2 separate regions of the Drosophila melanogaster genome follow, and region 1 is linked to region 2. A link is a contact called in public Hi-C data. All regions are on one chromosome and are shown on one strand. The core of a region is the stretch at or near the end of the contact, and the rest is flanking DNA. Distances in the headings are between cores, read along the strand shown. Region 1 holds the start of PNPase (Polynucleotide phosphorylase). Region 2 holds the start of CG12054.

Evidence for each region. A called contact is a pair of places that touch in the nucleus more often than the background predicts.
Region 1: a contact with region 2 is called in a Hi-C map of the Kc167 cell line, with 4 times the contacts expected there. A contact is called at or near these places in 13 of 107 Hi-C or Micro-C datasets (the Clone 8 cell line, the D17-c3 cell line, the Kc167 cell line and 6 more) and 4 of 7 datasets of targeted methods (the Kc167 cell line and the S2 cell line).

Annotation. Positions count from the first base shown.
Region 1 is chr3R:31,400,584-31,407,812 of dm6, forward strand. It overlaps PNPase (Polynucleotide phosphorylase), which reads right to left and starts at 4,869. Exons shown (of 5, transcript NM_170550.2): 1 at 4,688-4,869; 2 at 3,829-4,021; 3 at 3,353-3,772; 4 at 2,072-3,292; 5 at 1,254-1,999. The coding sequence starts at 3,974. The coding sequence ends at 1,471. Gprk2 (G protein-coupled receptor kinase 2) reads left to right here and starts at 4,662. Exons shown (of 13, transcript NM_057519.4): 1 at 4,662-5,373. It overlaps Gcn2 (Gcn2,), which reads left to right. Exons shown (of 10, transcript NM_057882.4): 9 at 1-605; 10 at 668-1,430. The coding sequence ends at 794.
Region 2 is chr3R:31,217,368-31,224,364 of dm6, forward strand. It overlaps CG12054, which reads left to right and starts at 3,335. Exons shown (of 7, transcript NM_001260456.2): 1 at 3,335-3,475; 2 at 3,546-4,098. The coding sequence starts at 3,999. It overlaps ATPsynC (ATP synthase, subunit C), which reads right to left and starts at 2,263. Exons shown (of 4, transcript NM_143595.2): 1 at 2,169-2,263; 2 at 1,576-1,681; 3 at 373-577. The coding sequence starts at 1,623. It overlaps mir-4949 (mir-4949 stem loop), which reads right to left and starts at 2,005; the gene lies at 1,907-2,005. It also overlaps RNaseP:RNA.

The sequences.
Region 1 (7,229 bases), core at 3,619-6,118, 180 kb after region 2:
GTTGGCATCCGATGTGGAATTGTGGAGGCCGCCAGCGAATTGGGAGATGAAGCACAGGATCTTGCCCGCCTTGGGGCGTTACATGTCATCCTGGTGGCGGAAAATGGCTCATTGAGAGTGAGATCTTTCGAGAGGGAACGATTCCAGGAGCGTCACCTAACAAGAACCGAACTGGTGGAGTTCATCCAGAAGATGCTGCGAAGTGATGGACTCAATGGGACCACCGTGGACAACTTCAGCCAGTTGTCAGCCTTGGGTAGTGGTGACAACAGAAGCAGTGGTGGAAAGGAAAGAGAACGCGGCGAGAATGGTCTGAGCACCTCCGCATCGAATGCCACCATCAAGAACAACTATAGCCAGTTGCCGAATCTTCAGGTGACGTTTCTCACCCACGACAAGCCAACGGCGAACTACAAAAGGCGGCTAGAGAACCAGGTGGCGCAGCAGATGAGCTCAACGCTATCGCAGTTCCTCAAGAAGGAGACCTTTGTGGTCCTGGTGGTGGAGTTGCCGCCTGCTGTTGTAAATGCCATTGTGGGGGCCATTAATCCACGGGAAATACGCAAGCGAGAGACTGAACCGGAAATCAACTATGTGATCGAGCGGTAAGTTAACAAATCAATTCTATTTGGTCTGCTTTCAACTGCAACTTCATCAATTCATACAGATTTTCGAAATACAAGCGCTACATCTCCGAGATAAACGAAGAGGTTGTCGACTATCTGAGCGATGCCAAGACTCCCATTGTGGCCTTGTACAGCATATCCGATTCCTACTACCGCGTCATCATCTAGCCAACATCAAATGCATAGAATCGGCTGAACTACTTAGTAGACCAGCCAGTAGTGTAAGCTCGAAAGTGTCACAAATTATTTTCGCCGAAATTCTACTTAACTGGCTGCCCTCCGTGCCATTAACACTTTTGTTTGTTTGTGCGAATCAAAATTGATGAGATTGTATGTTTCTGTATCCATTTCAAATGGTTGAGAACTTATTTCTATTCTGCCAATTTATTGAATGCCTTTCTAGTGGAAGCTCTCATTCATAAACACATATTTTATTATAACTTGGTTTAAAGTTAAATCCATACTAAAGCTGTTCGCTCCTAAGTCAAAAGAATAGTTGGAAACTAAAATGATTCTTTTTGAATTTGTATAATTATGTTTAAACAAGATTAAGTATCCGAACTTTCTTGCACTTCGAAATTAAAGTTAAGTAGAGGCTAATATTTTCAGAGAAAATTCTTAAAAATTGTTTTATAAATAGCATCTCGGGGTTGAATCGAGCAATAACAATTTATTTATACAGCTGACGGTCAAATAGGTGAATCTTCATCCAATATTTTATATACGTACAACTTTTAAGGACAACATTTTTTAGCCTACAATAAAATTTCAAGTTTTGAAGGCGTCTTTTCGCAGACGAAACATAAGGAAAGCTCACTGTACAAGTTAATTTGCATCTTGGAACTCACGTTCCGCTCTCTCCGGCAGATTTGTTGAGCGAACGGGGGATTCCCAGGGCGGGCCCTTGGAGAACCTTTCGCGAAAGACGCATAAAGCCGGAGACGGGATCGCGGCCAAAGTACTTGACCTGGATCTCCTGACCCACTTCCAGGTTTAGGGCAGAGGGATGGGCTATCTTGCGCTGATCCAGCTGCGAGTTGTGCAGCAAAGCGGGTGGCATACTGGGATAGAGGATGACCATTACTCCGGTGTCTCGCAATTCGGTGATTTTGGCAGTGTAGATTCCGCCGAACTCCAGGTCCGGCACTCGTTCCTTCACCATGTAGCCCTCGATCAGCTCCTTGGCCTCATCCATGGCTGCTTGCGAAGGAGCAAAAACATTGAAATGGGTCTCATCGACTGCTGTTAGGGAGGTGCCCGTTTCCAAGTAAATCCGCTTCATGTGAAGGCCGCTGGGACCAATTAACTGCGCCCTCTGTTGCGGCTCTACAGTTAGGGTTTCACTCACTGGCCAGCTCTCCTTGGGGTATTTTCTAAACGATTGCGAGAGTATTATAAAATTAGCATTTAAAACCATGTAGTTCCCTTAAGTGACGTGTACTCACCGAGGTTCCCTAATAGCCTCACTCATGATGTCCAGAATATTAGATTTGGCATCGGTGGCCTTTTGTAGCGATTCCATCACAACCTTAAGAGGAATTCCCGGGATCTTGAGGTCCGCCTGGATGGCGGTGAAGCCTTTTCTCGTGCCAGCCACCTTCATGTCCATGTCGCCCATGTAATCTTCGATGCCCAGGATGTCGGTGAGAATGCGGTAGTCCTGCAGGTGCTTAGTGTCGTCGTTCTCGAACTTTGTGACCAGGCCAATGGCCACACCTGCCGCAGGTGCGCTCACTGGAACGCCGGCGTCCATAAGGGCCAAGGAGCCACCGCAAACGCTGGCCATGCTACTGCTCCCATTGGATTCCAGGACTTCAGAGGTGAGTCTTACGGTAAAGGGATAATCATTCGGCAGGGTGGGAAGCAACGATCTCTCCGCCAAGGCTCCGTGGCCCATTTCCCGGCGACCCACTGGACCAATCCGACCCACTTCACCCGTGGCATAGGGCGGGAACTCATAGTGCAGCATAAAGTTCTTGGCCTTCAGGCCACCGCTATCTAAAGCAGCCAACGAGTCAAGTTTCATTGCGCTTTCCTGCGAGTCCAAGCTAACCGTGCAGAAGACCTGCGTCTGACCGCGCTGGAATAGGGCGGATCCGTGGAGAGGCTTGTACATGTCCACCTGGCAGGAGATGTTCCTCAGCTGGTCGTAATCTCGTCCATCGCAACGCAGACCCCGCTCAAAGATCAGTTCGCGAAAAATGGTTCTACTGGTCTGGTTGAACTGCTCGGTAATAAGCGACGGTTCGGTATCCGGAAACGAACTCCACACCTTGTCAATAACGTTGGAGCGCACCTCGTTAACCGCATTGTCACGAGACATCTTGTCGTGCGTCGAATCCTGGAAGATCTCTCTCAGCCGCATTTCGCACATGCTACGAACGGCTTTCCCCAGTTCGGGATCTACTTCGGCAGCCACTTCCACTTCGCGCTTCTGTCGACCATAGGCCTTCTGCAGTCGCTCGATCTCGTGGATAATGAATTGGGCCTCACGAGTCCCTTGTTTGATAGCCTTTAGAAGGTCCTGCTGAAGAACCACATTCCCCTTGCCCTCCAACATAACGACGAGGTTTTGTTTGGTGGCGGAGACTACCAAATCCAGTTGCGAAGTCTGCAGCTCCCGGCGCGTGGGGTTGATCAGCACCTCGCCGTCGCAGAGGCCAACGCTTTGTAGGATTAAAAGAGTTATAAGCGGTTACCAGTTAGATTCGTTCGTGAGTACTCACCGCACAGCTCCAATGGGTCCATTCCAGGGAATGTCACTTAGAGATAGCGCCATGGAAGCGGCATTGATTGCAAGCACATCCGGACTGTGCACCGCGTCCATAGCCAACATGTTGCACACCAGCTGTGTCTCCGTGCGATAATCTTTGTGGAAGAGCGGGCGTAGCGAACGGTCGATAAGGCGGGCGGACAGGATCTCTTTTTCCGAGGGGCCCAGTTCGCGGCGCATAAAGTTCATGGGTATTCTGCCAGAGGCGGCGTTTTTCAGTCGGTAGTCAACCACCAGAGGCATGAATCCCTGGCCGGGATTTGGCTTCGCCTTGGCCACCGCGGTGACCATGACGGCGGTATCGCCCATTTGGCACACAGCTGTTCCATTCGCAAATCTCGCCAGGCGGCCGGAACTGAAGGTCATGTTACGTCTGCGGAGGATTCAAGACTTTGCTATTGGAACTCGGAGTGGAGGCCACGAACTCACCCATTGCTGAAGTTGACTTCCACGGAGGGCGCTTCTCCGTTGGAACTGCTTTGGATTCCTCTCCTTCCTCCTGGGCAGGACAAACTTAGGCATTTGAGGCGATAGTTGAGCAGCTTCAGCGATTTCCGTGTGAAAATCATGGCCATTACCTAAAAGTGCCGGGTGATTCCGGCTGAGGCGACAGTTCTGTACGCTGTATTTTCATGGTTATTTAAGAAATAATTAGTGGTCAAAATCTTACAATAAAAGCCCTGTACGTTTCTTGAGACTTGGAAGTTAGACTTAGAGCGCCTCAACTATTTGTATTGTTTAATTCAGTTATCTCAAAACTAGAATGCCCATTTAAAACAAAGTAGAGTGTGCAACATGTGTGCGTTCGGCGTTGCCACCTGGCAAGGGTAACAACAAATGAATTATATAGACAAACTATTACACGGATTATGTCTTAGGAATAATGTAGTAAATATTAATACAGCGTATTTTAAAAAAATTAATTTCGTTTCCAATAAGATATTTAGAAGGGTTCCCAGAAAATGAACTATTAGCTTGTGTCCCCGATAATGTCAAATTTGCAGTGCTGCCAACTCTTAGCAATGTTAGTTACAGCATGCAAGAAACAGCATTTAAATTCCTTTTCAGAAACGAAGAATTAAGACGGTATGTTCTGAAAGGTCCTAAAACGACCAACAGAATGACGCGACGATGTCCAAATCGCCAGATCTAAGTAATTCAAGCTAGCTAGAAAATAGCTGAGGCATCAGCACTACACAGTCCGCCAAAATTAGTCCGTCTTTTTACGCGTTTAGAGTTTTTTACCGCGAGTCGAAGACGTCTTTCACTAACTCAACGACGGTCTTACAGAAGACTCCAATATTTTTCGAGCAGGCAATTCGCGGATCCATCGTTAATTTTGGGCACTTGCAGAAAGCCCAGTTGCGAACGTCGTCGTGTGTCGTCTTAGAAAAGCCACTCCTCCAACCGGAAAACCGCAAGAGCGTCGAGCCCTTGTTTTGCGAGCCTTTTCGAAAAAAGCTGGGAATTTCACGCCGTATTTTTCGTATCTTTTCCGTCAACGAAACGCCGCGTGTGTCGTAGTGTGCGTGTGTGTGTTCTGTGTGCCCGCCCATCTGTGCATGTGTGAGAGCGCGCCTGTGTGTGTGAATTTTGGTGAGAGCCGCAACAACAACCGAAAAGAAAACCAAAATCGACAAATGCGGTCAAATTGAAAAGAAAAACAAAAAATCAAAGAGTATTCTTGCGCAAAGCCAAAAGGCAAAGTCAAAAAAGAGCGCAAAGCCAAAAAAACGCAGATTTCCCAACGAAAAGGCCGGAAAATTGCCCACTAGGCGTGTCGCTGCTTCTTCTTGTTCTTTCAAATTGTTTATGCTGCAATTGCAGTGGTGTGCGAAAGGAGTGGTAGAGAGAGAGAGAAGGAAAAGCGTCTTATCAACGCCCGCTTTCTTATCAGAACCCACACATTTGTTGCGAAAATTCCAACCAGCCGAAACTCACAGTGAAGCTTTAAATAGCACATCAAACAAACAGGTAAGTCTCATTAATCAGCTTGAAATCACCTTATTTTCTACTGCTCCTCGGTGGTCACAACTCACTGGCTGTTCCCCTCCTTTGCACTTAAGCACTTAACGGTAACTGTAAATTACACACACGTTGGCCTTGTCTCTCCTGGCGATTAATTGCATTAATGCCGCAGGACTCGCGCCATCCCTGTCACCCCACGCCAATCGATTAAAAAGTGAAAGCAATCGGGAAATGCTTATCAGTAGGTCCTCCTTCTTTGCTTTTTAAATGCATAAATACCCATGCACAGATGCACACATGCAAGCAATCAGCCCAACAATGCACTATATGAATATTTATAGCTCATTATTTATTGTCTCGCTGTTCCCGTCCATCATTTGACCCGCTAAAGAGGGCAGGTTGGTAAATAAATGAAAAGTTATCGAGATAATCGGTGGAATTGTTGGATCATTAATAATTTGTTTATTTTTTAGTTAACCTCTGACAATTTATCAATGACTTAGTAGACATAAGTCAGCTTGTTATTTTTGCATTTACCAAGATATCCGGAAGTAACATCTATTGCTCACACAAAAATATATTGGGCATTCACAATAGTGATGACTCACTGCCATGCGTGTTCACTGATTATTTTGACTTCTAAAATCATACATTTTATATTTACGTAAAGTTTTCAGAGCTGATATAAACATTAATTCAAGATATTTATTTATTAATCACTTGCACACTACTTCCAAAATACTGTACGTTTTATGCAAAATGTCGGAATAACATCAGAGATGTGATGCACAGGAAAATTCCCCATAATTCATGAAACCTATTTCCAAAATTAACAGAAAACTATTTGCGGTACTCGAACTCAAAATCTGTATTTTTATAGCACGAACATTGGAAAAGAACGCAAACCAATTAGTGAAACCATTTTGAAATCACCATAAATCAGCGTGATTGCCTGGCAATAAATTCCCGTTTCCATTTGCAGCTGACAAATGCGAGTCGTTAAAAATAGTTTTTCCCCAAAAGCGTAACTTTCCCCCGCTTTTCAAGGGCGACCCTCGCAATGTCCCGATGTACTTTCCTTATCGCTTCTGCATTTCGAGTTCTTTTTTCTGTGGTACGTCATCGGCAGCCGGGTGTCTCTGATTGTTTGAGAATCGCCTCGCCGGCTGCATAATTAAGACGAGCTGGACGTTTAGCTGATAAACGTTTCCACTTTTCATCGGCGGATGGGAGTCAATGTGCCATTCACAGAAGACCTCTACTCTGGTACACAGATGGTGATTGTTAAAGTCCAAGATCTCTGATGTGTGACCCCATGGGGTGCCCTTTTCAACTGTCAGGTCGCAACTATTGTTTCCATGTTTCGAGGGCTTGCGTCACAGTTTATCGACTCGAGTTGCGAGCTGCGAGCTGTGAGTCCCGAGAACCCGCAACCCATTCCGACAGGATGACGTAGGCAATTGGCAGAAACATGTGTATCCTGGGTATCCTGGGCCCCGTGCAGACAACAATAAACCATCAGCGCCAACCCCATGGGCAAATAAAACCCAATCGAATATTATTATCAATGAGGGCAGGACCCAAACAACGAACGCCAGTTCGAGCGCGAAGGAGGGTTGGCCACATGCTGCTCTTCCCTTGGCAGGATATCATTGCCAGCACTTGGACCCAGCCCACTGAACTTCCCAATTCCAATTCCAATCCCGACCACGCCCACATGCCATCATCGTCGCCTTCTGCGCTAATTTGGCGCGACTTTGACACTTGTTAGCCAATATGTTTTTGGCTCGTGTTAATGGCCCAACGGGAATTGATATTAATTGCGCCGCACGCCCCTCACGCCGCCCGAACTGGGCGTGGTC
Region 2 (6,997 bases), core at 2,085-4,584:
AGTCACAGATTAGTCTGAATTGAGTTCTGCCTTAGAGGCAGCAAGCACATCGCACTAAAAACGCTGGCCACGAAAGGTTTCAATGCCAACCAGGCGGCGGTCACCGGGGGCAACGGCAACACCTGGTAGCAGGATTTCTGGTACTTTCGCCCTGCAATCACACAGGTTTCCTGCTGGGAAATGAAGCCGCAACAAACAGCTGGCTCGGCCGATTCTCAGACCTTCCCGGGGCAATGGTTTGTGGAGTAATCAGATACTCGTTGTGTGGGCCCCAGATGCTAGTTTGCAACTGACTGGAGGAAAAGAAGCCCAAGGCGTCTGGGGATCCCCTCTGACTGAATGATGTAGGTGCCCAACGAAACCAATACATACCGGATCCAGCGACACCGACTGTTGCGGCACCAGCACCAATGAATTTGGCGGCCGAGTCAATGTCACGCGTGACTGGCGAGGTCTGGAATGACCTGATCTGTGGCAGCAATGCAACGGGGGTTGTGTTCTGAGCGGCCAAAGTCTGGCTCTGGCTGATGATGGCGCTGCTCAATGGTCGCAAGTACTGCTTGGAGTTGGCGAGGAACTAGAAAGGTAGATGAGCGTTCGTTGATTATATAAGCGGTATTCCACGCCGTGTGTACATTGCTTGAGATAAAGTTTCTGGCCGTGATAAGAGATATATTATGCATAAAATTCATAATATTTTACCTAACCCCCATTACCACTACTAATCTACTACTAATAGCTTATAGACAACAAAAATTGAGAATTGATTCATATAATCTTTTCATGGTTTATCATGTTTACCAATTCAATTTATAAGTATAGGAATGCTATGGAAAATGTTCCATAAATACCCGAAATTCCTTCACATCGTACTACAAGTAAGAACTATTTGTGTGTGAAATAGAAACTTAGTGCTTGGGCATTTAGATCACACATGACCGGATCTTGGCAAATACACTAATACTGCTGCTTAACCCTCGAGTGCCGACCAAGTTCATTGCTCTGCTGTAATGCCAAGTTATGCAATCGTTAAGTAATTTTCCCTCGATTGGCACTTTGGCTGCTGTGTTTGTTGTGCTTCAGAGGCTACTAGCATAGTTGTTGGTGGCCCGATATTAACAACTATAGTTTTATAAACAATGTCAATTATTGTCAATTTGTATTACCCCGCACCCCTCTCATTTTTCAACACCCTACTGGAAAGCTTTCGCCGGTTCTAACCTCAAAGACACACACCACAGACCTGAAAGCAGGTGTTATACAATGAAGGGATAGCCTTTGAAACTGCAAATAAAAGAACTCACTAAATTCTACGCACAGATGCTGAGCGATAATTCACAATTTCTCGCATTTAATTAGTAGATTCCACTGGGCGCACACATAACCTCAAAGTTATGCAACTGTGTGCCGTCCGTGTTTTCTCACCGCGGCCATTGGAAGTTCACCACGCCAGGGCGGCATTCAAATGGTTAGATCGGGAAAATCAATGCACTTTTCCGATAATTATGTAATTTCCTGCACATTTTAACTTTATCTCGCACAATTCGGACATAAAAATGGGGAAGGGGTACTTACGGCGCTCCTGGCAACTGGGGCAATGCGAGAGACTGTCGACACGAACATTTTCGGTTGAATTTCCTTTTTGTTTTGCTTACGACAAAATTGAAGCTAGCGCACGGCTCTGCAAAGATATAGACGGAGATATCGATTAGTTCTGGGCTGACTTTCTGTCCCAAGAATACATTGTATCAAGTCCCACGCCGCCTCAGAAAAGTTACGTAACATGCGGAAAATCTGCCCTCGCACCGGATTTTCACTCGACTCTCAGCTCGATCTGTGCTCAGTCATCAATTGAAACCGATTTGCTGGCTTTTCCTCTGCGAATTTGCCGATTTTCTAACTTTTCCAGTGACGCAACGACTCGAGGCACACACGCACACCACTGCAAAACCAGAATGGCACACGTGTGTGTGTGCGAGTGTGCCGCAAGATGGCGGCGCATTATCAAACACGTTTCGCACTTTAATTGGCGAAATTTCACACGATTCTTCACTAATTCCGCGTTTTTTGGCTATCTGAGGCGTTTGCACGGCTGTTACCCAACAGAGGGGTGCTGATAAGGGGGGTGCTCCGCCAGCGGACGGAAAAACCCGGAAAAAGCAACTCACTTCGAACGAACCCTTCACAACAGTAAAACGAATTTGACAATTTCGCTGACTTTTGGGGGGTGCTAAGTGTGGCCGTCAGCGGGAGCTGGGAAAAAGGACGATAGGTCGATTTAATACTGGAAAGTACCAGAAATACCATTTTGGTTGAGAACCCAATCCACGGTGCAAGTCCTGGCTACACATTTTCAGCAGAGACGCGCCCCAGGAGCGAGTCTTTGCTAGAATAGGAGGTTGCCCTTGCACAATAGGCGCAGTGTGACCATAACAGTAGTGGATACGTAGAATCAATTAAATAGCCCTTTCCCACGAAACTGCGTCTTTCTAATTTTGTTTATTTATTTATACTACAAATTAATAAAATAAAATCTTTGGCGAACGGTCCATAAAAACGGGTCATTCTGAAAATTTTTCAACCAGCAAATGCAATAGATAAATTAGATAATTAGATAATTAGATAAATTAGATAAGTTTTCAATGAATTTGGCAAGTGTAGGGCCAAATAAGTATGTATAATCGTTTGTGTTTTACATGCACATAATCTATTCTTTTATTTAACTACATACATATGTATTGTGAAATATATTTTTATCATCAATATAGTTGATGAAATTATGTATATAAAATATAACCAGACTTCAGTTGTAATAATATTCATCGTGCCCTAAGTTTCCCTGTCTTTTTAAAATATATTTGATGGGGTGGAAAATATTAAATTCATATGTAAAAATTATATATATGGTAACATTTTAATAAACCTTAGCTAAGCTTCAAGTATGCCTATCCCGAAATTGAAATAAAAGTGTAATTTTATATTATATATAATATATAATATAATATATAATTAATTATTATTTATTGTTTTCATTAATTTTTACGGAACTATATATACAAAAGGAAACGACTAGAGCCCTCTGGCATCTTTTCATAATTCTATACGCAATAAACAATATAAAATTTTTTATTTATTTCTTGTAATAATTTCTTATGGAATAATGCCTTAGTAAATAACTAGAGCCGGCCGGCATATTTTCATCGAAATATAAGTTTGTATTCTCAAAATATTTAATGTTCTATAGGAAGGTGTATCTGCTAGACTTAAATTAGTTAGGAGGGTGCACTCGCTAAGAGCCCGAGAATGCAGTGCAGCCCTGGTACGTGCAAACTCACCACAGTCACGCACACCACCACAAACGCAGCGTTACGCGTCGTTCGACGTCGGTGTTTGTGTCTACGTCACGTCGGCTTAAATTATGTTTTAATTACCCAGCGGCAACTGCGAATGCAACTGAATCGAAGCACAGAATGCTGTAAGTAAATATAATACTGATGCTAATTTGAAGTCAGTTAAACCCAGTTACGCCCCCCAAAATGTTGCAGCCCTCAATTGCATAACATCACTTGCGCATGAGTGTGTGCGTGTGTGAGGAAACGCCAGAGGAGCGAAACACACCACACCGAACAGCGGCGTAGGGAAAGAGACGGCAGAAGCAGCTGAATTGCAGTACAAGCAGGGTTCATCGCTAACAAAAAAACAAGCCATGTACTCCTGCTGAATTTCGAAAGCGACTTATTATCGCCTGATTACCAACGAACAGTATTCGCCCGATCAAACGCCACATAACCCCCTAAACTCACCACAGCACATTGGAAGTGGGTGGGAGTCGCCGCTAAGCTGAAATTGCAGCCCTGGAAATGGACGTTTCGGTGCAGTGCTGACCTGGCCACACTGACCAGCCCCCGATTTAGTTGCTGTTTTTTTACATAACTCGCCACATTCGTTCTCTTCGGAATACGTGATATATATATATATATGATAATACGATATATATTATGGCCGTTTTCCTGATCAACGTCTGCAAGTACAATGGCTGCGGCATCACGTTTCCGAGCTTGAGCGATCTGATTTCCCACATCGAGGACACCCACATAGGTGAGACGGGTCGTAAACACCGTAAATATCGCTATCATTTGACCGTCGCGTGATGTTCTCGGTGTGTTTTGTTTATTTTATTTACTCGCCGCGGCATAAATAAAAAAACAAATCGGATCGCAGCGGGGCAGAGGTGTGCGAGTTCGTCAGTGTGTGAGTGCGTGAACGGCTTCGTGGTGAATTGGATGTTGTTTCTACGATATGATTTGCAGTTTGCATTCGGCATTTATTGCACTTAAAGGCAAAATCGATGCTGGAAGCCTGGAAATGGCTACCTGTGCCCACACACACCGCTGCACGCCGCACACACACGCCCTGTTTTCCAGGCGCGTACAGCATTCGTTGATCGGTGCGCTGGCTGGAAAGTGCGGGTGCGAGCGAGAGCGCAGCACAAGCAAAACAAAAGCAAAAAAGCCGGTGATCCATTCAAAACCCCGCCTGTCTGTGTGTGTGCGTGCGTGTGTGTTTGGAAGGCCAGCACAGCATCTAGTTGTTGTTTGCGGTGTAGTGGAAACCGGCGAGTTGAGCGCCCTTTTTTTGACCTGTCCGCATGGCTTGGCTTGGGTTCGGCTGTTTCTGGCGTTCGTTTCCATGGCAGGTGTATCCGCATCCGGTAATCGGAGTTGGAACTTAGAAGTTGGAGGAGATGCGCTTCTTGTCTGCCCCATGCGCCTTCCCCCTCCGCTCATACCACGCACTCACAATCACAATCGATACTTGAACTTTCCCGTCCACGTGACTCCCGTGGGCTTCCAATTAATCATTTCCACGGTGTGTGTTTACCGGCTGAAATAAACAAATTCTAATTTTAGTGATTGTATGGCGAGGGGCGGGGTTTTCGAGGGCGAAAAATCAATAGAGTTAAGCTCAGTAGTGTTGCCGCATTACGAAAACGGGGGTTTGGGGGTGGTTTAACCGTTAACGGGCTTTATTTATGCCGAACATGCCGTGCGTCTTACACTGAGAGTTATTTTTATGTATGTACGTTTGTATGGTTGACTCTTTTTGCTTTTAGAATGAGGTACTTTTTAAAGGTCGTGTAATTTATTTACAAAAACACATAAAATTAACGAGTGAGATCACCATTCATCCAAGTCAATGCATTTTCATGCTTTAGGGGCAATGTAAAGTGGTGATTGCAGAGCTCGCCTACTTTGTAAGCTGTACGTACACACGTTATTTAATTACCCTTTGCACTTCAATTTTTCTCTGTGCACAATCAGGCTCTCTTACACACGCGTAGAGAGAGGGGTTGGAAAGAGAAAGCAGAGGGGTTGCTCAGCTGACGATTACGTTGGCAGCTGTTTTGTTGTTGCCACTGCTGCGTGATAACGGTCAACACACACACACGCACACTTGAACATATAAAATGGCTGCCCGGGCAGGCTTTCCCACCTAGCCACCACCCCCTTTTGCGTCCCGGGGCATTACATAAAGCCCAGGCACGAGCATACGCCCACTTGGCAACTGCCACCCCCAAAATCGCCCAGGCCCAGATACCAAATACGCCCGAGGCCCCGAAAACCCGCATCCCCCGTTTGCCCATTTCCCCACATCCATTGCGTATCCATTACGTGAGCGAGCTGTTCTAGGGCTTATAAATGCCCATCATTTCATTATCTCGAAGGACATTCGATGCGTGGGTTCCCTGAGTGGATGGATGGTTGGATGGTTGGATGGATGGCTGGGTGCATGGATATGGATGTGTGCCTGTTATCAGGACTCAGTGGGCGTTGTCGCTTCGTTTCGGCTCGATTCGGTTGTCATGGCAACGCAAAAGGCGGCGAGACCTTCAGGTTTGTCCTTTTCACAGTTGCCAGGCACCTGTTGTACGGTCCCGAAAATGCCCGGGATAATTTATTTATGAGTGTTTCTGCACTCGCATTTAGATAACCAGCTGCGAAAGGCTAACTGCCGCAGTAAACCAAACAAATGTACCTGTGCACCTGTCAAATCGTTTTTGCAATTTTACCAGGGAATTTCATCTGAAAGATAAGATTCTAGCTAACTATGAGTCACCAAAACGCATTTGGTTTCATCCAAGATTCATTTTCAAACTAAACAGTCGCATAATAGGTACAGTTTCAGAGATTATATGGGATTTATTCCAGTTAAAATGAGGATTTTATAAATCGGGGGACTTAACAAGAAAATCGCATAAAGGTTGGGTTGCCAGCAAACCCTTTTGACCTTGAAATACTTTTGGTTTGCAAGGTTATTTCTGTGACTTTTCTATTTCTTATGAGATGAGTAATTTCAACCATCCAACCATTTATGATTCAATGAACTTTGAAGGTTATTAAATGGTTTTAATGAAAAGGTGTCCCTGCATTTGCCATGTCAACATAATTAGACTCCAGTCAATGACTTGTGTTCCTCGAATTTCTTTCTTCACAGCTATTGGAAAGTTTTTGAGATAGCTGCCGAAATGAAAACAAACCAAAACAGCATGTTCAAGCAAAAGAAAAAACATTTGTTATCGTTTTTAAATTCTGCAACAAGTGCATGAGTCACACGAGTGCAAAAGAGAGAGGAATCTGCGTTTATTTTGTATCTGAAATGCGAAAAACGTATGAAATACGACGCATGTACAGATGTGGGCTTGTATGTGGCTACGATATGTACGTACGTATGTAGGATATTTGCTCAAGAGCTGTTTGTAAAATACTCGATTTGATACCCTGCAGTTTCATTCATTGCTATTCCAGCATCTCGAGCGCATAATCACCGATTTCGTGATGTTGTGGAACTACAGGGTATATGTATGTACATGTACATGCAAACATCGAGGCAAGAGCAAAAAGTCACCTACAGAGAAGTCGTGAATGTCTGGGGTTATCAACGGCAAAATAATAATAACAATAACGAAGGCGGAGCAGAAATATAAAAAAAAACCCGA